Regions from separate parts of the Zea mays genome. Here all the other regions are linked to region 1. A link is a contact called in public Hi-C data. All regions are on one chromosome and are shown on one strand. Each heading gives the region's core, a stretch centred on a gene start, on an enhancer-like site or on the middle of the called end of the contact. The rest is flanking DNA. Distances are from core to core; before and after follow the strand shown. Region 1 holds the start of LOC100272990. Region 2 has its middle 30 kb from the start of LOC103649916. Region 3 holds the start of LOC100282007.

Region 1 (3,909 bases), core at 1,029-3,528:
GCACCTTTTTTCAGTAATAGTTGAAGGCTGACCATTGGTGACCAAAGTACAGAAATCGTTGCTGGTGGCTACTTTACATGCAGGATCACTGCAGTTGGCAGGCAATGGCTCACCAAGGAAGACAGTTTCATTCCAAACAGAGGAATCATCAGACCATTTCCAACCGTTACCGGTACTAGTGCTGTAGTGATGCCCTCCAACCCAGCATCCTGTGGATGATGATCCACAGAGAGACTTCACGAAGTTTAGCTCCTGGACTGATGATACTGCAGCAAGATGCCCGCTGTAGTTATGGCAGACAGCCTCGGATCTATCCCAAGAAAGGGAGGCTGATATGTACATGAAGCATCTGTTCTGAACAGGGCCGCCTTGCCAACCATCAGGGCAAGATGCTGCACAAAGTCGAAGTTGTTGATGTCAAAGCTAAAAAAAATTACTGATAGGGGCCATATGATGATGCACACAGGCCGCATAACGAATTGGGAAGCCGAAAGTTGTGTTTCAACAACCAACATAAACAATATATTAGGTGTGGACGGAAAATCGCAGAGTCATGGCCAGATCAAAGTGTAAAGAAGAGCTAAAGAGGAAAGTGAAGTAACAAATGGTCGTTGTCTACATTTCCTCGTGTCTCTTTGTGGTGAAGGCAAAATCCCCATCCAAAACTAGAAGACAGTTTGCACCTCCATATTGTTCGAGAATCAGCAGGCATGCAGCACAAGAGGTTAGAACAAGGAGTCATATCAATTTGGTAATTCGTCTCTTGGGTGGCTTAGGGACAGCGTGGCACATACATGACGCCATGGCGGCAAACAAAATAATACGTTCGCGGCTCGTTTTAGAATTGGTGGCTAAAATAAGAAGCGGTGGATCTAGTTGCCTTCCAAGGAGGAGGGAGAAGGGAGAAAGGAGGGGGCGGAGCGACAGGGAGAGAGGGTGACTCACGGCTTCGAGCCAGCGCAGGAGCGGCGACGGAGAGCAGTGAGGCAGCCAGCAACATGGGGAAGGCGAGCGCGGGGGCCGCCATGGCCCTCCCACGCCGTTGCCGTCGCAGCGGAGGCCGCTCGCTAACCCCGTTCCCTCCACTGGAAAGGGTCGAAAGCTGTGGTCAGTCGCCGCAGCCTCGGCCGACGCAGGGAGAAGTTGGGGAAGGAAAAAAAAAAGAAGGAAATTCTGACGATGACTGAAGACAGTGAAGATTGCGCGCGTCATAAATGAGGGCGCACCAAACCAAAGGCAGAAGCGCTCCCACTCCCGCCTTGACTACCGGGCAGCGCATTCAAGCCTGCTGTCCCCGCTGTCTGCCGCTGGGCCCAGAGAGCAGCAGGAAACCGGAGGAGCCCACACCCGCCAAGCGGGCTGGGTCGACCTTTGTTCTCTGGCAGACCCAGCCCAGCCCATGTTCCTCTCTTTCTTTTTTCGTGCGAGAGAAAAACAGAGTACACGTTAACGGTGGTCGTAGCGTGGTCGCCGGATCATCCACGTGGCACACATCTAACCGTTCGAGCCTCGATGCCATCTTACCAGGCCTTCCCCCCACGACTCGTGGTGCTGGAGCTCGTCGCCGCCGCCTTTGCCCGAAAATAGCAACCTTCAACCTAGTGCTGGGAATCTGGGCCGGGCTTTTCGGGCCAGCACGAGCACGACCCGAAAATAAGAGCCCAAAGCACGGCCCGACACGAAATAATATGGACCGGGCTAGTACGGCCCGAAGGCGGGCCTGGGCCGGGCCTCAAATTCTGACCCGTCGGGCCCCCAGCACGGCACGCATAGATGGGCCGGGCTTGGGCCAGCACGGCCCAATTAAGCCCAATCTGTTTAATCTCTTTAATTTAGTAAGATATTGACTTTATATTGTTGTTATATTTAGAGTTTATGTGGTTAAATGATGCTATAATTGTTTAATATCTTTAATTTAGTAAGATATGAACTTTATATGGTTATAATATTTTGATTTTATGTGGTCAAATATACGGGCCGGGCTTGGGCCGGCACGGCCCAACGAAGGCACGGCGTGGTTTAGGGCCGGGCTGGGCCACTGTTTTTACACTTCGGGCTGGCACGGCACGGCCCAAAAATTGTTTGGGCTTTCTTGGCCCGAACCCGTTTGGCACTAAGCACGATGGGCTTGGGCCGGGCCGGCCCGGCACGGCCCAATTCCCAGCACTACTTCAACCTTGTCCACCTCAAAAAATAAAAAAAAGAAAAAAAAGAAAAAAAGAGAGAGGAAAAGGGGACAAACCACCAACAACAACCAGAATATCGCATCGCCGTCGCGTCGTCGTCGATCTCCCCGCCCCGCCCGCGCCGCGGAATCTGACACATCTCTCTAATCTCTCCTAGGACCGGGTGCCCTTACATCCACCCGCAACGCAAATCGCCGTCCGAGCCATCGCGGTGTCTCGTCTCCCCGTGCGAGAGGACGCCGGCAGCAGCGGCGTGCCAGTGCGGTGGCTTGGTGGGGGAAGACCGGAGGCGTCGGCAGAGCTCGCGTCCAGAGGTGCACGGCAGGCCTGTTCTCGGCGTCGGCTGGGGGAAGGCGAGTAGCCGCGGTGGGTGATTCTCGCCCTCTCCCACCTGGTTTGGAATCGAATTGAAGTTAGTTTGTCCGAAACTTGGTCCATACGACTCAAATTTTGAAAACTTACCTTAGAAAAACTTGCGTTCCAATGCTCAAACTCCTCTCTATTGCACTGAACTTTGCCCCTCTCACATCACTTTTGTGCCGCTAACCAACCCAATTGCAACCGAACGCCTCAATGCTTGCTCGCCTCGTATTCCTCAATTCCATCGAATTGAATTGCTCATGCTATCATTTGGATCTCTGAGACTTCGCTTGCCCAACAACATTTTTTTTGTAGTTTGCTCTTCCTGGCCGACTAGATCGATAATCTCACTCTCACTATGTGGTGATGTGGTTAATTCGAGATCCAACCCTAGGGATTTGATTCCCACAATCCGCTTCTGCACCAATACCTGGACTCTACTTATGCACACATACATATAGGATTTCTGTTGCGCTATCATATGATAAATTTGGTCTGCAACTTCATGTCTCTTATCTCATTTTGTGCAGGGAAGGACGAGTGAATAATCATGAGCTCGATCTGCCCTTTCGCGGGAGCCACCACTGGTGGTGGTGTATGCCCTGTGAAATCTGATAAGAGCAACACTGGGGTGTGCCCTGCAAAATCTGACAAGAGCATCAGTGGTGTATGCCCTGTCACTGGCAAGGATCATGGTAGCAAGCTCAAGGAAAGTGGTGATCATGGTGAAGAAAAGGGCACCGATCCTCGTGTCGTACCAGCAAAATGCCCATTCGGCTATGACTCCAACACTTTCAAGCTGGGTCCGCTTAGCTGCATTGTCTGCCAGGCACTACTCCATGAAAGTAGCAAATGCAAGCCGTGTGCCCATAAATTTTGCAAGTGTGTTTCGTGCCTCACATCCAGCTCAATTGCATTTTGTGTTTCATTCGTTGCTTCAATAGGTTCTTACTGGATTTCCTTGGCAGGGCATGTATATCACGCTTTAAAGACTGCCCACTATGTGGTGCTGATATAGAGGGTATTGAGCCTGATGCGGAACTTCAAGCTCTTGTTGACCGCTTCATTGATGGTCATGCCAGAATCAAGCGATCACATGCTGCAGGGGATGTGGAAGCAGCAGATGGCAAGAACAAAGTCATATATGAGGATGTTTCCATGGAGAGAGGGGCTTTTCTGGTGCAGCAAGCTATGAGGGTCAGTAATTAAGTTAACTGCTTTAGCCTCTTATGTTGAAATAGATTCTTGAACCTGATAAATTTTAATAACTAATCATTGTCTATTATTCATGGATTTATTTACAATATTGGTGTTACAACTTACAACAAGGCCTTAACTGTTTGGCTCTAGGCTTTTCGTGCCC
Region 2 (4,039 bases), core at 549-3,048, 540 kb after region 1:
CTTACAAAGTAATGCACTAGAGAGGGATATTCTATTGCTAGGATGGGTATTTGCATTTATGAGAGCTTGCTTATTACTGTTGGAGGGTGGAGGGCTCTATTTATAGCCTCCATGGTCAATCTAGCTGTTGAGCATTTTCTGCCTTCCTAGGGTGCCTCGGACCGGTCTGGTGCACCACCGGACCTTCTACAGTCCTGCTATCATCGAGATCTTAACAGATACCTTCCATTTTAGGCTGACACCGTCACAATCTGGTGCACAACAGACCGTGCCTAGCCATTGTAGTTGAACGTTGAAATCGAAGTAGTTGTTGGACCCAAGTGGTCTGATGCACATGGACCCAGGTCCGTGCACTAACAGTCACAAAACCCGAGAGCAGGCTTTTCTGCAAACTCTCGGTCCGGTGCACACTGACCCTGGTCTATGCGCTAGCACGAGGTCATCGAGTTACATAGCCTCTACACAATAGGTCCAGTGTACACCGGACCATAGTCCGATGCACCAGGCCGCCAATGTTCCTTTTAGCCATCCCTGCAAAAGTGGTTTATTGCACACCAGACCAAGGTCCGGTGCACCACAGATAAGCACATGTTAAATTACCTTTGGCTTTTCTTTTGCAGATTGATCCAGTTGTTCTATTGTGCACTTTTATGACTTAGACGAATATTCTTTGAGTTGTACCAACCACTCTAAGTCATCCCATTGTCTTTACCAAATTCTCCAACTTCAGCTGCCTTCTCTACTTCAACTTTATGCTCCAATTTTCACTTGGAACCTCAAACTTCACATAAAAACAATGATGCCTTATCTCTGAGTTCCAAAGTGTTCCAATGGTCACCAAGAACTTTTCTAAACTCTAAAATGAACCATAATATGAGTCTTCCTTGGATTCTCATTTTGGCTCCTTTATTAAAGTATGCAAACATGAAAGTTGAGAGCACCTAGATGATACTCATTTTAGAAGGAGAGAGGAAACCTAAATATGGGTTTTTTCTCTCCAAAACCTATTCTATATGATATGAGTGAGAGAAGAGAGAAAAGCGGGGCCTAGTTTTGTGGGATGGAAAGAAAAATGATATTTTATTGATATGGGTGTTCAAATGGGTTTTATTGTTGTAGATAATGGTAGGCAAATTGAAAATACATTTTTGGATGGGTAGGCAAAGGACATCTCAAAAACTGAATGGTATTAAGAGTTACGTGCATGCATGCCTATGTTTGGATCCATCGACTTTTAGGCTATTGTCGATGGGAGTTTTGTGAGAGATTTCATTGCATTAAATAGTATGCAATATATGATTTTTGATGTTATGGCACTATATTTATTATAAAATAGGTGAAACTAGTTTCATCACTATGAAACTATACCAACCCGTTTCCAAGATATTGGAAACCGCGTCAAACCACCATTGAGAGTAATTTGTTTCATCTCCATCTATTTCATTGATCCCTGTTGGTTATTTAGATTCATCATTGAAGGCACATGCTAGTCTATGAAGTTGTGACATGAAACTATTGATCATTCTATATTTCATCTTACTTTTATTGACATGACAATATTAAAAATGATGTGATGAAACTACCACTGAGAAGGGTCTTATAACCCCCTGAATCTCAGCCTTGCATTGGATAACCAATGTAGGGCTTGGATCGGATGGGCTAAAATTGACGTTTGGCAGCCCATACAACTTCTTTTTTTTCTTTTTCTTCTGAATGAAGCCCCATGGATACTTATTGATTTATCTTACAAATGTATGGGCCGGTCTAGTAACTGGGTTGGCCCACGGCCGCCCCTTTTCAGTACAAGCAAACCCTTCGAGAGGGCTGGGGTGGTCAAAGCCTCGCCGTCGTCGTTAGCAGGTCACACAGTGACGCTGGCATTATATTCACGCAAGGTCAATGTATATAATAGTATAGTTTAACGCTTTTACTTGTGATGAGGCCGTCCATGGGATGGGATCAATACAAAATCACTGAACTAATCGATTGCTTGAGACTGTACTGTCTGCATATTCCGAGTACCGGAGTACATCCATGCATGGCTTTATATATTCAGGCGTGTTCTTCGTAAACGGCACACTGAGACGTAGCAGTAGAGCTTGTAAATGGCGTAGCTGCATCTTGAACTGAACTTGGTGGATCCTCCAAGTGTCCTCGGTGAGTGCTCAGAAACTCTTGGTGTGGGATATTGGGACCAGGACCACTGGCCGATCGAGGGGGTCTTTCTGCCATAACCGAATATCTGAATAATGGACACTGCAACTTCTGTTCTATCTAAAAATAACAACTTTATTATTAGCATGGAAATACCATTATAAATAGAAAGAGTTGTAGAGTATATCTGTAAAAGCATTTTCCATTGTTGTCAATCTATTAACACCGAGCTTAATTATGTTGATCCATACATTTTTTTATTTGATTTGATGTTGGTGATCAGTCGTCGGTGTTAAAAATACTTGACTTTGTGCAAATCCAGGATAGGAGGGCTAATGTATTTGGGAGAGTAGAGTTTGAAAGGTATACATACATACATACATACATACATACATACATACATACATACATACATACATACATACATACATACATACATACATACATACATACATACATACATACATATGGCTTCACTTCACGTACCCTACCTACCAACCAAGGCAGATCAGAAGAGTCAGAGGGCGATCGAGGCAAAGATCTTCAATTTCAGTTGCCAAGCAGCTTTAGTGTCTTGGTCGTCGGGTAATAATAGATTTGGGCAGCCTTTGCATCGATCGTTTGATGATGCAACCAGCATCGCCTGTAATGCTCAGTCAGACCTGACGGCGCCACAGGGAAGATGTGCGGTAGTGCAGGCAAACGAAATGTCAAAAGGCAGTCGATCTTTAAATTTTCAGTGTAAAATTTAGAGCCTATTTATGTCACTTGTACAACGAAGCCAAGGGAACCGAGCAGGGGTGTTTGGATATAAAGTTCGTCACTATCATTTTGGATTAGGGGTTCTCCTTTTCGTTTCTGCTGTCATGAAATATCGTTTTGACCCCCAAATAAATTGATTTTTGTATTTTTGAATTTAGAACTAAAACAGAGCAGAAACCGGAGCGGAAAATCCATCCCGGACGTGAGCGGGAACGAGAAGTTCAGCGGCTTCTCAACCTTCCTGCTCAAGAATGCATCCCTGCTTAGTTATTAAATATCACATCGAATGTTTGGTACTAATTAGAAATATTACTAATTATGGACTCAACGACAAGATGAAAGCCTAATCAATCTATAATTCATACATGTGAGGCTACGGAAAATAATTGCTAATCATTAATTATTAGACTTAATAAATTCATCTAATCATTTAATCTTCATGTAATTAGTTTTATTAATCTGACGTTTAAACATCTGATCATGGACTAACCAAACACACTGATCCGATATTCGGCTGGATATTCTTATATGCAGGCACATCTATCAAAATATTTTTGTGGGCTGGACCGAATATGCTCGCTTTTTTGGGCCATGGAATTCACGCCCACTAATGGCGCCCATAGGCCAGCCACTTCGAAGCGGGGAATTTATTTTTTTCCATCCTTACGATCGGCATTCCTTCACTTACCAATTTTTAGTTTTGCAATTACATATTGTTGAACATGCACTGGTGAACGGTTCACAATTATATTAATTTGGATGAGAATGCTTATCTTGTGCATGGTTGTCCTACCCTATCCATAGGAATGTTGGATCTCGCCTAGGAATGGGTCTACACCCCTATAAATTTAAAGGGGTATGGTCGATTGACAACTACCGAGCACATTTCAATCAAAACAATCTATTTACCTTAGTCATCATTTTTGCCTTGGGAGTAGGTGTAGCATAGGCTTAGTTGTAACTTCTCACCGTATATCATCGTCTTTATCCGACTCTACGTCGTTTAGAGGTATCTTGGGTGGTATGTCAACCCCAAAACGACCCAACGATCTTTCCCTAACGAGGTATCCCCGATGGGCGAGATCTAGAGAGCTCCCTATGTCATCGCGGACAGTTTGTCGCC
Region 3 (4,075 bases), core at 839-3,338, 580 kb after region 1:
TCGACTTACCTTTTGGAAAATCAAGCCTAATCCTTCTACCATTTCTGTTCTCCGTGGCGGCATCTTCCAGCAAGCTGCACCCATCCCTTCTCCTGCTCCGGTTGGCTATAATCAATCATCGGCCATCACCTCAAACCGGCAATCCCCAAGCTCATAGCCAGCGATCCCTAGCCCCTAAGGTGAACAATGGTCCCAGGAAAGCAGGCGGCAAGCGCTCAGCTGGCCACCATTCAAAGGGAATAGCATCTCTAGGCAGCATCCAGCAGGCACCCAGCTGGCCAGGCGATCACCGCTCTAATCCCCCATCTGTTGGTATGCTAGCTGCAACAGTGAGCCAATGAGGCAAAGAATGTTCTATGGTCTAGTACTACAGTATAAGTTCATCCCATTTTGATTGCTATTTCCTATTTTTCATACCCATAATAATTGATTCTAAATTGCTACACCGAGTGGCATTTGTTTACATTCATTAAAGATAAAAAGATTAAAGCGCTTTCTGGCTACAAGAAACAATATGTTATGATAAATTTGTCATGTACACAATGAGTGGTATGTATTGTAGTACTTCATTTCAATTTACAATGTAATCTTGTTTATATGAAGTATACAACAATTTGAAAATTTTAATATACAATTTTAGATGGTAGGGGAAAGCTATGTGATATTGTGCATACATGTATGACTTTTGGTTATCGGATCTCTTATTTCGTATTCTTCTACGAACAAAGTTATTATATATACTTATACTCCATTCTCTTTTATAAGGCGCACATGCATATCAAGATTCAAACCTCACAATCTTTGACTAACAATTTTGAACTATTATAGCACAAAGTTGATATGGTTAATTTGTAATTATCATAAGCCTATAAGCATAATAATATAAAATAAAATAAATAGATTGTCAAAGGGTAATCTATAAGGCCGTGTCAGCCTGTCAGGTAAGCTATGCCTTATAAAAGAGAATGGAGGGATTATATGCCATCATGAGCATTTTTAATTGATACTATTATTTCTAATATTCCATTCATCATTACATTTAACTTATCCCCCACCCGCGATCCATTTCTGGATCTGCCACTGGGTATTATGACTAGTCTGGTAATTAATCTGCCATACCAATTACCAATATAACTGAAAAGTGACGAAATATAATATAAATGGTAAGAACACTAACCATGGTATATGGCTGAACATCACGATACAACAGAAGTAACATTTTGCAATAAAGGATCTTATACAAAATTCTACATATTGGATGACCGGGATAGTATTAAGCAAGACGTGTTATATAAGCTTATCACTTTATTCATTTCCCCCCGCCCTTTATGAAATCGGATGTTGTTAATGTGAATTTGTGAAACGATGAAAAACAGGTGCAGAAAGTTGATCTGTGCGACAAGGTAGCAGTAAGTATACCGGCATAGTTGAGGGTGTAGGAGAGGCCGTTGCAACCTCGCGCTTTGACACCCAGCCGCAGGTATGGCCGTTGCCTTAGGCTGAGGAGCTGCCGGATCCTGGACACCGCGGCGTTCGTCAGCGTGAGGGCCTGCCTGCGAATGGCCCTGTCGGCCGCAGCCCTCAGCACGGAGGACGACATGGCTACCTGGCGGTGGCTTCGGCAGCAACCTCTTCTCCACGAAGAAGCCGCGCCGCAGGGTCCTGAAGGAATCGCGTAAGAATAAGATTTTCTCGATGGATTGTTTGCAAAAGAAAAAGAAAAGAAAGGAGTGTTGATTGGTAACTCCTATTCACCATTCGATTGAAATCCCCAAGTGGAAGTGATGGTGAGAAACCGATGAGTCGCTACTCAAAAAGGGAACCGATGAGTCTCCTCACCTGCAGATTCCGAGATTCGGATCGATGGATGGGATACGGGGACGCCCGCCCGCAGGATTGGATCTCCTTCTCCTTGGGAGGCTGCTAATTGGACTGGGTAGAACGGGTTAGCATATTATTGGAGCGTTCCTCGCCATCGCCGCCGTGCCGTGCTGCTCCTCTTTTCCGAGACGCTGGGAGCCCGGATTGGAGGCGTCTGGAAGACGAGAGGTGGAGAGGGATGGCGTGACGACGAGGTTTGCTTCTTTTGTTTTTGATTTTTGATTGACGATGGTTTCCTCGACTCCAGAGTCCAGACTCCACCGCTTGCACAATGATGACCCGCCCGGAAACGGCCGTGCTTTTCTTTCGGCCCACTATTGGCCTAGAATCAGGCCCAGCTCGATCACGAGAAATTTGTGATTTTGCCACTCCCAATTTTGATGTATGTTATTATGTCATCCTGTGTCTATTACTGGTGGGATTATGTGTCTATGATTTGTGGGTCTGATGGCATACTGACGAAGCCCACAAATCATAATGGCAAAATTGCCAATGTCTCCTCGATCACTGAAATTTGGTGTGTTGTCTTTTTTTTATTCCGTTGAGACATATTTTTAATATTACTAGTCGGTTGCCTGTGCGTTGCGACGGCTCACAATAATACCCACATAAACTATCACAAAAAGATCTCAAGGTTTTTTATTGATTGTCTTCGCTTTTCGCATAATATTTTTTATGGACGCACGGTTACCATATGCAGCAAATCAGAGACCTCATCCCTCGCCTTCCCCACTTCCAATGTTTCGTAGAGCAGGAGGGGAAGGAAAGAGGCGGACATACCTGTTCGTTCCCGGAGAAGAACACGACGAAGAACTGGGTATCTGGAGGCGACATAGGTGGTACCGCTAGACATATATAAGGATAGAGCACGCAAGCGGGGAAAAAGTCCAGTCGGACCAGCTCCAAACCGAGAGGCACCCGCACTAGACGTCAGTCCGAGAAGGACGAGAGAATGCGAGTGTCTTGCCAACCCTGGACACGCCGAAGCGACACAACACCACCAACAACTCCATAGCATATGCCGACTGCTGCCACGATACGGACCTTGGTTGTCTAATATCTTATACCTGGACTCCTCATCGCCAAGATAACCTAAGTGTGGCAGGCGCCACCATGTCCTCCTTGTAAGTGCAATCAACCCTAATTGAGGGTTTTGGTGATTAATGACAAAACAAACTAAGATTCTAACAAGTTTGCTCCTAGTATGTACACAGTATTTCTACAGACAGGAGAAGCACAGATCTTACGAGCATAAAAGTATAAAGCACAGCGGATTTAAAATTCCACATCAAATGGCGTGCTCCAAGTGCTAAGAAACAACGGCGGTGCTAAATTTATAATTCTTGAGTCATATGAATCGTCGTACAATTAAGAGGGATCCGCGACGGTTAAGTAAGTTGTGAAACGAGCCAAGTTCAAAATCTTTTGAAAACTCCTTGGAGATCATTTTCCCAGATCATGAATGCCCTTGAGAAAAACAAATTTTACTTCCCACAAAGTCTCCCCATTTGTTCTCTTCAAAATACCCAAAGTTTGGTTTCAGCCCCCAAAACCGGTTCAACTGGTCCTGAAACCGGTTCAACCGGTTTCAGTACTGTTCACCTGCCACATCTGCTCTGACCTGTCTGACAGTCAGAGCTGTCAGAAAAAGTCGCAGCAGATATTTTTCAGAAACCGGTTGAGCCGAAATTTTTCCCTACTCAGCCGGTTTTGAAACCGGTCGAGTCTCCGACTGAGTAGCTCAGTGGACCGGGATCCCCCTGGTAGAAACCGGTTCGACCGGTCTGAAAACCGGTTCAACCAGTTTTTGCTCCTTTTCTCCCAACGGCTGCCAGCTTTTGGGGGATCCTTTATATACCCCCTCACACTCTCTCTCTCATTTACTCATGTCTCTCCCACGAATTCTTGGCTGACCAACCTTCAAACAAGCGCATTCATTTCACCTTTCACACCCGCAACCGCATCTCCTTCAATCATTTGAAGGACCCTTGGTGTGAGGTGAACTCGATCGAACTCGCTGTCAATTTCATCTCGATTCTCCCATTCTCTTGTTCTTGAGCTCGTTGCAAACTTAACCGTGTGCGGATTTGTTACTCTTGGAACCTCGAGTTCCTTGACGGTTAGAGGTTGCTTGGGAGTCTCCAAATTTGTGGACGACCCCCAAGAAGTTTGTATCACCCGCTCCTTGAGCTGA

What was found. A called contact is a pair of places that touch in the nucleus more often than the background predicts.
Region 2: a Hi-C map of leaf shows a contact between it and region 1, with 5 times the contacts expected there. The contact joins the enhancer-like site here to the promoter of LOC100272990 in region 1. A contact is called at or near these places in 4 of 25 Hi-C or Micro-C datasets (bundle sheath, ear, leaf and 1 more).
Region 3: a contact with region 1 is called in a Hi-C map of leaf, with 7 times the contacts expected there. The contact joins the promoter of LOC100282007 here to the promoter of LOC100272990 in region 1. A contact is called at or near these places in 2 of 25 Hi-C or Micro-C datasets (leaf and tassel).

The regions. Positions count from the first base shown.
Region 1 is chr3:32,126,832-32,130,740 of Zm-B73-REFERENCE-NAM-5.0, reverse strand. LOC100272990 reads left to right here and starts at 2,278. Exons shown (of 8, transcript NM_001147441.1): 1 at 2,278-2,552; 2 at 3,077-3,428; 3 at 3,515-3,743; 4 at 3,897-3,909. The coding sequence starts at 3,097. It overlaps LOC100384527 (C-type lectin receptor-like tyrosine-protein kinase), which reads right to left and starts at 1,153. Exons shown (of 4, transcript NM_001322116.1): 1 at 946-1,153; 2 at 1-392. The coding sequence starts at 1,027.
Region 2 is chr3:31,583,215-31,587,253 of Zm-B73-REFERENCE-NAM-5.0, reverse strand. No RefSeq gene overlaps it. Among protein-coding and RNA genes, the nearest start is that of LOC103649916, 30 kb to the right of the region's middle. Within about 2 kb of position 1,798, at least 13 of the 20 cell types and tissues checked have an H3K27ac peak or open chromatin away from gene starts, as enhancers often do. A contact at or near this core is called in bundle sheath, ear, leaf and 1 more, where this site is marked.
Region 3 is chr3:31,543,098-31,547,172 of Zm-B73-REFERENCE-NAM-5.0, reverse strand. LOC100282007 reads right to left here and starts at 2,088. Exons shown (of 4, transcript NM_001368111.1): 1 at 1,840-2,088; 2 at 1,420-1,662. The coding sequence starts at 1,600.